Linked DNA regions of Sus scrofa: region 2 is linked to region 1. The links are chromatin contacts, called in public Hi-C maps. All regions are on one chromosome and are shown on one strand. The core of a region is the stretch at or near the end of the contact, and the rest is flanking DNA. Distances in the headings are between cores, read along the strand shown. Region 1 has its middle 23 kb from the start of IL17B. Region 2 holds the start of ARHGEF37 (rho guanine nucleotide exchange factor 37).

Region 1 (6,470 bases), core at 2,077-4,576:
GAAGTGACGTAGTTTGAATCACCATTAGAAGCAGTTTCTTTGGGGCGTCAGGCGGCCATCCCTTTGCTTTCGGCCAAAGGACCGGGGCACACATCTTGGTGGTGATGAAGTGCTGAATTCGATTTTGGGGTTGGAAGAAAGGTGGGAGGTAAGAACAGAAACTGCTCTCCCCAGTTGCTGATCAATTTTTTTTTCATTAATTGCAAAACTGGTTGGCACTGTGCAACGTGCACCTCCATTAAGAATGCCATATTTTAGGAGTTCCCGTCGTGGCGCAGTGGTTAATGAATCCGACGAGGAACCATGAGGTTGCGGGTTCAATCCCTGGCCTCGCTCAATGGGTTAAGGATCTGGCCTTGCTGTGAGCTGGGGTGTAGATTGCAGACGCGGCTCGGATCTCGCGTGGCTGTGGCTCTGGTGTAGGCCGGTGGCTACAGCTCCGATTCCACCCCTAGCCTGGGAACCTCCATATGCCACAGGAGCGGCCCTAGAAAAGACAAAAAGACACACACACACACACACAAAAGAATGTCATATTTTAGTCTTGATTTAGAGCCAGTGAAACTAATAAATTGGCCTCTAGATTTTGTGTATGTGTGTGGCCGCCAGAAACCATGAAGGCAGCATGTTCTTAATATCCTTGACTGTCCTGTCCTGCAAAGTGGTGAAGAAAGTGTTAAATTATTGCCTCTGAGTTTTCTGTGAGGGCATGCAGTTTTTTAGCTTGTGTGCTGAAGTGCAAGTTTTGTGCAAACAACAGTAGAGATTAGTTTTAGTTGCGGGTAGCATGGTGATCCAGGAGTACTTGATGGGTCTCTTAAGGGCCAGGCAGTGTGCCCCTGGGAATTCAGGGGTGGCAGTTCCCGTGAGACTCCAATACGGACATTGCCAGGATGGATTCAGTACTGGTGGAACAGAGGGGTGATCAGAGAGGAATACCTCTGAATTGCATCTTGAAGGATGAGGAGAATTCCTGAGTAACATATAAATCACATAACTTTTTTTTACAAGAATTTGAAATAATATGGGAGTCGTAGACAAAGTTCCACACAGCCTCGTCCCTGTTCAGACCGTTGTACAAGCTCTTGCATGGCCATCGGGGGGTGGAACTCGGAGAATGACGACGAGATAAGAGACCAAGTGGTGGGGCAGAGGAGGGTGGTGAGTGGTGACCAGACGGCAGCGGCAAGCATACACGGCGGTTCGGGCACGGGATAGGCTGGGCCCGAGCGCACAGCCCTCCCAGGGGAGGGTCTTCTCATTGCCTTGGGCCAGGTCCGGCCCTGGCGCCCCTGGACACGAGGCGAGCAGTTGCCGCAGCAGCAGTGTCTGCATAGCTGACGGTGAGGACTCCGTGGGTTCTGTTGCATGTGAAAGCAAGTCTTTGTTGGGTTCGAAGGCTGATCACCTGTCACCGCGATAAATATATTGTGATGTCTTAAAACGCTGCTTGTCTGCAGTTTGCATCTCCAGAGGAAAATGCGCTGTTTACAACCAAACATTAGGAAGGAAAGGACATGATTTCATTCTGTGCGTTGTCAGCCAGCAGAATATTAAGCCTAGTGTGGGGATTTTGCTGCTTCAAAACCTGGAGGTCCTCGGCTCTTTTTTTTGGTCCGAAGATACTATACATGGAGCGGCATGAGGACAAGGTGGAGAAACAGGCTAAGATGGATGAACAGAGAGTCGCAGGACACGGCAAATAAACAAGGTCCCTGAATCTTGAAACTGATCTTCCTGAGGATTAATAACCCCTGTTCAAGGTCACAGCCGAAGACCGGCAGAGCTCGGAGGGAAGCCAGCCCGGACCTTTTGTCGCTAAAGAGGCCTCTGGGCACAGGGCAGTGACTCCCAGGTGGAGTTCAAGGCCAGCAGCCACAGCAGCAGCTGGGAGCTTGCTAGCAATGTGAATTCTTAGACGCTGCTCCGTCCTGAGTGAAGCTCGGGTGTTGTAAGAAGACCCCGAGGTGCCCCCACGCTCCCTGAGGTTTGAACACTGGCAAGAGATGAGACCCGTGGGGGCCAGGCTGAACTGGGGAGGAGCCTGAGTTCTGTGTTTCCTCATCTGCAAAAGCGGAGCAGTCACCGGGTTGTCGCCTGCTGGTGGTTGTGAGTGTGAGGTCAGAAACAGCATGTAGGAAACGGCACTCTTGCCAGCACCACATATGGTGACCCCCTGTGGGGGGCAGGTGGAAGCCTTACGTGCCAGGGCTTTCCCACTGCCCCAGTCCGCTTATCAATGGGCCACTCGCTCCGGAGAATGAAGTTCATTTTCTCTGTCCTCTCAGGTCTTGAGTGAAAATTGCTTTTTAGGTGGCTGAGGTTGGAAACCGGAAAAAATGCTAATTTAGGGGAGAGGTCTGATTTACATATCTTAATAGGACTTCACATTCTCTATAAACCAATAGAGAATTCTGTGAAGCCACCCCACCTGACCCCTCCACCCCCCGCACACACACACACATTTTGAATAAATTTTAAGGCGTGAGATGCTGATTTAGGAGTTAGCACTACACAGATGATGGTCAGAACTCCGGGAGTCGGTGCATTTTTCCAGACCCAGTTTTGCTCTGGGTGAGAATAGGGTTGAACAGAGAGAACCCTGGGACGATGCAAGGATGAAGAATGACGGGGAGTTCCCATCGAGGTCAGCGGGTTAAGAATCCCACTAGTATCCATGAGGACGTGGGTTCAACCCCTGACCTCACTCAGTGGGTTAAGGATCTGCGCTGCTGTGAGCTGTGGGGTAGGTTGCGGAGCAGCTCACATCTGGCGTTGCTGGGTTGTGACCTAGGCCAGCAGCGGCAGCTCCAATGTGATCAGTGGCCTGGGAACTTCCATATCCTGTGAGTGCGGCCTTTAAAAAAACGTCATTGGGGGGGAAAAAAAAAAGAACTACTGAAGAAAGATGGGAGAAGTCACAAGAGAGGACATCCAGAAAGTCCCCTGTTGCTCGGAGAGAGGAAGAAGGAGGCCGTGCCAGTCCAGGTGCTTGGTGCCGATGGCCGCAGTGGGCAAACTCCAGAAAAATGGCATCATGCACCAAAAAACCTCTCCGTGTGAGTGGAGGAGCCCTCGGTCCTCGTCCCTCCGGGCTGCTGGAGCAGCAGCACCAGCGGTGAACTTTCTCAGCAGGACTGAGGTGTATCGCTGTCTTTTTTTTTTTTTCCACAGACCACTGGCCAGGACAGTCAGGCCTGTCTGTCAGAAAGGAGGCTCATCAGTGTAAGGACACGTTCTTGGCAGGCGCGGCGGTAGAGGAAGTGAGGTGTGTCGGAGAGTGGCCTCTGAGCCCCGCGCCGCCGTGTCCAGGCGCCGTCTTCCAGGAGGGCAGAGCCTGGAGCCCACACACTCTGATGGCTCCTCTGGCACAGGCCCCTGCCTCGTTCAGGGCTGGTCCCATAGGAAAACAAGCCATGACGTCACCGTTGCTAGGAAACACATAAACACAGCAAGAAATAATGTGCCTCTCTGCCGAGGGTTTAGCATTGCAGCTTGCCCATAAGTGACCCGCAGCCGTTTGACCTCTGTGGGGGCTCTGTCTCCATGGCGACAGAGTGATAAGGGAGAAACGGCTCTCCAGCCTGCTGGAAAAGGAGTTCCTTTTAGTTTCAGCCCAAGCCTTTCCCCCGTGTTCATCGTCTAGTACGAGCAGGTGGTGGGTAAAATCGCTTTTGACTGTTAACCTAGCCCAGGATAATAGTGGTTGTCTTTCAGCAATAGAATGCTGTTGATTCATTGGATTTGTGGTCAATTAAAGCCTACACTTGCTCTCAAAATCTGTTGCCAGGCAACATCTATCTTGGCCCTTTGCAAAAAAAAAAAAAGAAACTACTTGTCTACCGGCCAATGATTTTTTTTTTTTTTTTTTTCCCATGCCAGTGGCATGTGGAAATTCCTGAGCCAGGGACCCATCCAGCCCATGCCACAGCAGCAACAATGCCAGATCCCTGGCCCACTGCACCCCAAGAGAACTGCATGATTTTAGATTCAAAACTTTTAAATGGTTCTGGAGTTCCTGTCGTGGCGCAGTGGTTAATGAATCCAACTAGGAACCATGAGGTTGCGGGTTCAATCCCTGCCCTTGCTCAGTGGGTTAAGGATCTGGCGTTGCCGTGAGCTGTGCTGTAGATCGCAGGCACGGCTCGGATCCCGAGTTGCTGTGGCTGCGGTGTAGGCCAGCGGCTACAGCTCCCTTTCATCCCCTAGCCTGGGAACCTCCATGGGCGCCACTCTAAAAAAAAAAAAGAGATCAGAAAGAGCTCTCCAGAGTCAGCTTCTTGAAAATGGAATTATAATCTCCCCCACTGTACAAAGAATTTCACTGATACTTAATCCGGGGTGCGTATGTGTGTACATTATCAGTAGGTCGGTGTTGTGGGCCTAAATCCGATTACTTTAAGTTATTCGGCTTCCTCCAAGCCCTGCTGGCCCTTAAGCAGACCTGAAAACGGAGGCGCTTTCTTCCGCTTGCATGTTGCTCTCGAACCTTGCCATCCCTTCTTTGCCAGAGACCATGGGCTGTGACTTGAAAAGTTTGTTTGGATCTGTTTGTTGTGGGCTTCAGAGCCCACAAGGAAGGTGGCTTGTTACTTTGGCAACATGTGCCTAGTGATTTGTGGCATCTAGTGTGTGATTAAACGCTCACCTCTGGCTTTTGGGCAACCTGAGGTCCAAGATGCAAGCATTGCCAAGTGTCAGGGTTGACGCGCTGTGTCTGTAAATGAAGCTACTGTTTTGCCTCCTTAAACATGTTCTTCCTGCTCTCATTCTCTCCCGAAGAACGGAATCTCCCAAGCAGGACAGCAGGAGCCATCCTTCCCTGCCCCCTGCACATGCAGAAATTCTGGGGCTAGGGATCAAACCTGCGCCACAGTGCCAAGGCCAGGTCCTTAACCCCTTGTGCCACAAGGGAGCTCTAGCGCCTTTGACTTATCGGTCAAGTCCATCTCCGCATTTCCCTCACTGGCTCCACCTAAATGTGGCCATCATCTCTCCTCTGAACTCTTGTAGAGCCTCTGAAACAGCTCCTTGCCTCGAGCGAAAGTGTACCATCCTTCCGAGAGCGCCACTGCCTCTCCCCGGTACCTCCGGATAATGGCACGCTCCACGATGCGTCCCCTGCTCACCCAGCTATTCAGCCTCATCTCTTGGCCAGCACCCCCGGCGCCGGTCTCCATGCCAACACCCTGCCCTCCACATACACAGGTCCTGTGCCGTCGGGCTTCCACGCAGGTCTGTGCCAGAGATGCCCTTCCACGTTCTCCACCAGGTGCCCACGGGTTCGGTGTCAGCAGCTCGAGGAAGCTGGTGGCACGAGTGAGAAATGGGGGCGCACACCCTTCTGAAGCAGCTCTGCTCACCACTGTCCTTTGGAGAAAACGTGTGTCCACTCCTTGTTCTCTCTGAACCCCTCCTTCCACACCCAGGATTTAATCACAGGTGCCTTCAGCTTCTTGCCTTCCTGTCGTTCCGTGGTTGCCCCTGGAGCTCTTTGAAACCAGAATAGGCGCTGAACTGCAATTTGGATTTTTTAAGTTCTTGTGACCCTAAACCTTGAAGGGTTATTTCTTCTGGCTAGAGTTGCCGTCACAGTTATAGCTCATTGATCAAGACCACATAAGGACATTACACAGTTTGATAACAATAAGAAGCATTAGGTTTTATTTATTGCGATAGATGTTTTAAACACACGTTCATGTGTACATTGATAAATGCTATGTACACCTGCCTTGACAGGAGTCAGAACTATCCCATTTCGCATTTTAATTCAGGTGTAAGTCGAGAAGAACTGTTCCCAAGAGTATAAGAAACCAGGAGTTTTGTTGTTGGACTCCCTCAATTCTTTGCATTCTTCCCAGGAGATACGCCCACATCCCTTAGAGCTCTTTTCCTGAAACTCAGGGAACAGCTCCAACCAGACTTCCCTCAGTGTCGCACCGTGGCAGCCTCCTTTCTCTAAGGCTGTTGCCCTAAAGGAGCTTCCAGAACTAGGAAGAGCGGTTTCACGATATGGCCGCAGGTTGGACGCCCATGAGCGGAGAAGCTTCCGGAGAGCGGAAGGCTCCTGAGCCCACCAGAGGCCGTGCGTCGTTTTCTCGTGGCTCTCACCTTCCTCCTTCCCTCTCCAGATGTGCAGCTCTAGATCTGGTGCCGGAAACTCCCTCAAGCTCAAAATCAGGATTTTCTGCCTCCCACTCTCAACCACCCCTCTCCCTGAGTTGACTGTCTCTGCAGGAAAAGGTTCGCCTGGTATAATTAGCACGTCACGTCGGGTGGAAAACGGTGCTGCCGCTCTTAAAGCAGCAAGGAGACGGCCTCTGAAGGCCGGCCTGCCGCACTCACCTCCTGGGTTCGGAATGGTGCGCTTTTGAGAAGACAAGCTGGCTGCCAGCCACAGTGTCGGATTTGTGAGCCCTTTCGAGTCAGCTCTTACGCAATATAGGGAACTAACCGGCTCCGCTCCATTC
Region 2 (6,470 bases), core at 2,093-4,592, 56 kb before region 1:
GGGTTCTCCTTTCCCATCTCAAACTACTTTTTCAGAATAAAACAGGAGTTCCTGTCGTGGCTCAGCGGAAACAAATCTGATTAGTTTCCAGGAGGACACAGGTTCAATCCCTGGCCTCGCTCAGTGGGTTAAGGATCTGGCGTTGCTGTGGCTGTGGTGTAGGCCAGCAGCTGTAGTTCTGATTAGACCCCTAGCCTGCATCCATGTCAAGGGTGCAGTCCTAAAAAAGGACAAAAAAAGAATAAAATAAATATCCATTACTCCAGTATTGTTTCCTTGTCACTTTTGTAAGGAAAAGAGAGGTCACCATTTTACGTGTGTAAAGGATTATTAAAAGTTCATTGGGTAGTATACATACAGAACCTATCAATCTTAAGAATCCTGAAGCTGTACAGGTCAAAAGGAAGACATTTCCAAATAATTAAATTAATCAAAATAAATTTAGGGTTAATGACAATATAAAACGTAAGAAATGTTCGTAGAATGTCTCAGAAGTGTTTGAAGTTGCTATCACAGATGCAATACACTTTCACAAAACCCTGTGAATAATGCAGAGGGGGAGAACAGAGACAAGACACGAAGGGAACACAGAAATTGCTGTCACTGTCCAAAACTAGAAGAAAGACCGAATGGATTATCACAGATTACTTTATGAACTCTAAAAGGCTCTCTAAATACAATTTAACTTTTTTTGCTTTGTGGACTAGGGGCCTACAATCTAGAGGTCTTCTCCCCCCGCCCCCAAATCGGGCCCTGGGTTCTGCTCATTGCGTAGTCTTTTTGCAGTGGTGTTGGGCTTTGCCAAGATCAAATGGAGTAGGACATTCTTTTTTTTTTTTTTTTTTTGTCTTTTTAGGGCCATACCGGAGCCATATGGAGGTTCCCAGGCTAGGGGGCAAATCAGAGCTGTAGCCACTGGCCTACACCACAGCCACAACAATGCCAGATCCAAGCTGTGTCTTCGACCTACACCACCCCTCACGACAATGCCAGATCCTTAACCCACTGAGTGATGTCAGGGATCAAACCTGCATCCTCATGGATACTAGTCAGATTCGTTTCCACTGCACCACGACCGGAACTCCCAACAGAACATTTCTGATGTTCTCATGTTTTCAATTACTCCATTAACTCACTTATCTGCTACTGATTATGCACAAAGCTGGGTAACAAAGACCTGAGAGAGTGTTTGACATATCCCAAGTCATTCCATTTTTCTACTTATTTGTACCAAACAACTCTAGAGATGGGCAGGCCACCCTTGTGTTTTTATTTTCTCCATTACTACACCCGTCTGTATCTCTTGTGCTTGTCCTTAATCATTTTACTCAAAAGACACCCTGTCTACTAGTGACCTTTTCTTGGATAAGCACTGTGGTTTGTTTTATTTTATTTAGTTATTTTTTGTCTTTTTAGGGCCGCATCCATAGCATATGGAAGTTCCCAGGCTAGAGGTCCAATTGGAGCTGCAGCCACTGGACTACACTACAGCCACAGCAACAAAGGATCCGAGACACTTCTGTGACCTACCCCACAGCTCATGGCAAAGCCAAATCCTTAACCCACTGAGCGAGGCCAGGGATCAAACCTACATCTTCATAGATCCTAGTTGGGTTCATTAACTGCTGAGCCACAAAGGGAGCTCCAACCAAAAAAAAAAAAAAAAAAACCCTTTAAATGTACACCTCACCCCTTACGGTGAACTCCTTAAGCTGAGGGATCCGTCAAATTTGGGGTAGCTATAGTAGAAAATCAGCAGAACAGTCACTATCTCTGGAAACCTGGAAACTTCAAGATACTTAAAACTGATTTTTTTCTGCTCAGCCCCAGCATGCAGAAGGTTTCAGTCCAGGGACTGAACCTGAGCCGCAGCAGTGACACTGCCTCCTTAACCTGCTGCATCAAAAGGAAACCCCAACTTTTTTTAACAAAAGAAAATCGAACGGCAGAGAGTTTTAACTAGGTCGGACACACTTTGGAGTCACCAGTGAAGACTGTCCTTTTGGGGGTCAGGGGGCCTGGGTTTTGTTAGCACCTCAAAACTTCACCTTAAACCTTAGAAGTCTCTTTCCCTCTGTTCTCAAATTCAAGACATTTAGGTTAAAGCTTTATGAATACAAATATTTAAGCCAGAAATAAAGTAACATGGAGAAATCCTAGTCAAGATATCTTTCAGGATGAACTCCATTACTAACTACTTGATCAGCTTTCAAAGTTGCAGTTGAGGTACATTTTTTTCCTGTTTTAATGACATTCTTTTACTTGGGATAGTAAAATAATGCCGCTTTTGCACTTTCACAACTGAGGCTTTGATTCACTCATTCGTCAGCGTTTGACTCAGACTGCAGATGACAGCAACATGGACATTTCTCCTGGGATCATCACCACTAAGCCCAACCGTCTGAGGTCAAATTTTGTAACCCAAAATGTGGTCAAGAGGTGACTCTGTTCAATGTTTTTGTTTGTTTTAGGGCCGGACCTGTTGCATGTGGAGGTTCGCAGGCTAGGGGTCGATCGGAGCTGTAGCTGCCGGCCTGCACCACAGCCACGCCGGATCCTTAACCCACTGAGCGAGGCCAGGGATCAAACTCGCAACCTCATAACCTCATAGTTCCTACTCGGATTCGTTTCGGCTGCGCCACCACGGGAACTCCTGTCCAATTTCAGTAAAAGTTTTTACTGTGTAGAGTTTTAAACGCTGCCAATCTTATGGTCTAATGGTCATTTTTATCCTGTGTTTCTGGGGTCAACAGCTCATTTTCCCACACGACCAGGATAGGGTGTTTCAAGGCATTTGGGAGGGGGATAACTTTCGTTTTCCCCCGGCTGCAGATCTTACTTTCTATCGACCACGTACGTGCCACTACCCATGACTTGGATATTGGGGTTTTCCTCCGGGATCAAACAGCGTCAGCGGGAAGCAACCCGAAGCCCCAGAGCAGCAGGGCTGGCGCCTGCGCCCCTCTTCCCGGGAGGGGAGAGCGGGCCTCCAGCCCTCCGAAACCCTGGGCGGCCAGAGCCGCCGGGCTGCGCCGCGGGAGCCCCGAGCGCGGCTGCTCGTCTCCCGCTCTCCACCGGAGGCGACAGCTCCGCCACAGCGGAGATCGGCCGGAGCCCCGCAAAGAGCGAAAGGGTGAAAACCGCCTCCGACCAAGAGCAAAGGTCGGTACCCAACTCCCCGGGAGGCCTGACGCATCCCCTCCCACGAGCACTGCAGTGACTCCTCCCTAACACGTCTCGAGGCCTGGGCCGCGCGGCCCCTCACCGAGCAGGCGGGTCTGAGGTGACTAACAGGCAGCCGCGGAGGAGCAGCGGGCGACCGGAAGTGGAAGCGGGCGCGGGGCGGGGCGCGGGGCGGGCGCGGCACGCCTGCGCAGTCCGCGGCGCGGCAGTGCGCCTGCGCGCTTGGGCGGTGACGGGGGACGCTCGGAGCGTGGGCCGCGACTCTCACGGATCCGGTTCCGCCCTCCCTCTCGCCGTCGACCCTCGGGGCTGGCGCCCGCGATCCCTTTCCCAGCGTGCTCCGCGCCGTGAAGAAGCGGCTCCCGGGGACTGGGGGCATTTTGTGTTGGCTGGAGCCGGAGCAACAAGATGGCGGCGTCGGCGGAGTGACAGGGGTCCCTCCGGGCGGGAGCTGGCGGCAGCGGGGGCAGCGGGATCGCCGCCCTAACTCACCGCGCCCCTTTTCCAGCCGGCGACGTCGCCGCGAGAGCGAGGCAGCGGCGGCCGCCAGGAACAAGTGGCCCGGCCCGGCAACCGCGAGCACCGCCTCGGCAGCCTGCGGCCTGGCCGGAGGAAGCCTGACAGCCGCGGAGATCCGGGTCCGCCTGGCCGGTTCCGGGCCTGTAGCGCCGAGAAGGAGCCAGCGCCCCCCGGTTCCTGCCGCGCTCCGCGGACGAGCGCTAGAGGCCTCCGTCGTCCCCTAGAGGTGTCGGGGCTTGGCCCCAGCCTCCATCTTCTCCCAGGATGGCGAGCAGCAGCGGCTCCAAGGCCGAGTTCATTGTCGGAGGGAAGTACAAACTGGTGCGGAAGATCGGCTCTGGCTCCTTCGGGGACATTTACCTGGCGATCAACATCACCAACGGCGAGGTAATCCCCCGGGGTGGGGTTCCCGACCGCGCCTGCCCCCCCCCCCCAGCGGCTCGGGCCTTTGCCCCCCGCGCGCGCGCCCCGGGAAGTCCAGAGGGAGCCGGCTCTCCCGGCCTGGGAACCTCCACCGCTGTCCTTCCCTAAAAGGGAAAGAAGCGAGGCAGACGTTGGGGTACTGTGGAGTTTCCCACCTTACTCGGACTTTTAAACCCATCCTCTAAGGTGAGAACGGCAGAATCCCTATGCTTCGCTCTCTCCCTATTGAATTCTCCTGGGGTTCTTGTTCCAATTAGCGCAGCTTCCGATCGCCTGGCTTCTTCAGGACCTCTCTTTACGTTTTCTGGATGAATCATTTTCCTGCACTTTAGAGGACGTGCCGCTTTCGTCACTGCCCCCTGAAGAGGCCTTTGAGGCTGGATGCCTCGTTTTGTAATTACAAAGAGAGCTTTCTCCTCCTGGCTCTACTGCCGGGAGAGTTGGGGCTTTGCTCACGTCGCCCCGTCCTTTCCGAGTGACATTGAGTCCGTAAGGATGTTGATGGCATCATTCCCTCTCCCCCGCAGGAAGTGGCAGTGAAGCTAGAATCTCAGAAGGCCAGGCATCCCCAGTTGCTGTACGAGAGCAAACTCTATAAGATTCTTCAAGGTGGGGTCGGCATCCCCCACATACGGTAAGAGTCCGTGGGCAGACGGCGCTCCTCCCGGGGAGGTACCCGAAAGGGGGATGTGGGAGCGGCGGGGACGGGACCAGCTGGATCCGGCTCTTGAGGTCTGAGTGGCCGGGGTCTCCGTGGACCGTAAGTCACCCCAGTCCCCGAGCAGATCGTCCTTTGCCAACTTAGGCCGCGTTTCGGTTTGCGCACCCTGCTCCGCTTAGCGTCCGTCCGTCTGGCCGCGGTTTTGAAAGTGCGCGGCCCATCTTTGATCCCGACGCGGAAGGGGTGCCTGCTGCCGTCTCCCGGTCGGCTCCTCCGAGGCTGCTGGGATTGCCCGGCGAGGGCCTGAGGCTGCGGGCGGCGGGGCCCGCCGGCTCGGGCTGGCGGAGCCGGCCTGGGAAATGGCTGCTCTTTTGTTGTGTTTTGTTCCAACATGTCTTCCTGCTCCGCTTAGAAAATGGCGGAGCGACGTGACTCAACCGCACGCCCCTGCCCTCGCCTCTGCCGGGTTCACGCCTGAGGCTTCCTCGACGCCCCGGCGGCAGCCCTGAGCGGCTCAAGCCTTTGAAAAGCCGGGATCGGGCTGCAGGCAGTGGTGGGGTTCACGGAGGGGGCTGGCGTGACGGCGGCGGGCTTGCGATCGCCGCCGCAGATGCGAGGTGAAATCCAGTCCCTCCACGGGCCCCTGCAGGGTCCTTTGAGGGGCGCGGAGCCCTCCGGAGAAGGGAAGTGTTTGCTGCCTTTAGTCGTGTCCTAAGTTTGGTGGCTCATGGCAAGGGCAGCTGGAGCAGCGCTGTGTTGAAATGGACTCCGTTGTATTAAAAGAAAACTTAATCATGCAGTTTGCTAAGTAACTAACCTGTTGAGTTAGGTGGTCAGCAACTCCTCATAGCTGGGAATTTGTGGGTTTTTGGAGATGGGATATTGGTGAAGGCAAAGAGTAATCGGGATAAAGGAAGACATTGGCTTCTTTTAAACGGTTAAGTTTAATGGGTTGTAGACTAGTTGGACTCTTGAGATTAAAGAGCCTTTTCCAAGAATAGAATAGTTTGGACCTAGCCCTTTTCCAACAATTCCTCAAAAATAACATTTGCAAAAATATATCAGAGGTTGTTGTGAATTAACCGGAATGGTATTTATTGTAGCCTCTTTTCCTATCCTTGCTTTAATTTCTCAAACCTTGAATTAAGGATTGGAATATATACAAAAATTCTGATGTGGAAACAACCCGAATGACACTATCTTTAAAAAATTTTCAGTGATAATAGACATTTTTAATGAAGAAATGGAATGATACAATGTTCTATTGGTGGGAAATGCTAAAGTAAATTATTTGGAAGAAAATTCCGGGTTTATCTTAGGACGTAAATTTTAAGGTGAAACCTGAGATGATCCAGATTTGAGATTTTCTTAATGGTTCTCATCCCTTAAAAGAAAAACAACAAAACTCTGCTGTGTGGGAAAACACATTTGTTATTGTCAAGAATGAAAATCTTGATTAGAATGTCTAGCTTTTTTCTTCACAAAATAAAAAATGTTATTTTCATTGACCTTAAATTTTTAAACCCCTTTCCCCTTGCATTTATTTCCATCCCTTCCACCTCAGCCCCCAATACTCATTTTTCCTCACATGTAAATATATATAAATATATATACCTAACTTCGCATAAGGTTTTTGAGATTCATCTATGTTGGGTTTTAAAATTTTCACAAGTCAGGTTGAATT

Evidence for each region. Hi-C and Micro-C count contacts between places; a contact is called where the count stands out from the background.
Region 2: a contact with region 1 is called in a Hi-C map of skeletal muscle, with 4 times the contacts expected there. The contact joins the promoter of ARHGEF37 here to the enhancer-like site in region 1. A contact is called at or near these places in 5 of 5 promoter capture datasets (fetal liver, fetal skeletal muscle, liver and 1 more), 24 of 47 Hi-C or Micro-C datasets (adipose tissue, alveolar macrophages, brain and 11 more) and 2 of 2 datasets of contacts at active chromatin or transcription factors (alveolar macrophages and skeletal muscle).

Annotation. Positions count from the first base shown.
Region 1 is chr2:150,603,152-150,609,621 of Sscrofa11.1, reverse strand. No RefSeq gene overlaps it. Among named protein-coding and RNA genes, the nearest start is that of IL17B, 23 kb to the right of the region's middle. Within about 2 kb of position 3,326, at least 63 of the 83 cell types and tissues checked have an H3K27ac peak or open chromatin away from gene starts, as enhancers often do. A contact at or near this core is called in adipose tissue, alveolar macrophages, brain and 10 more, where this site is marked.
Region 2 is chr2:150,659,342-150,665,811 of Sscrofa11.1, reverse strand. It overlaps ARHGEF37 (rho guanine nucleotide exchange factor 37), which reads right to left and starts at 3,342. Exons shown (of 13, transcript XM_003124090.6): 1 at 3,266-3,342. CSNK1A1 (casein kinase I) reads left to right here and starts at 3,381. Exons shown (of 10, transcript XM_003124088.3): 1 at 3,381-4,089; 2 at 4,653-4,759. The coding sequence starts at 3,967.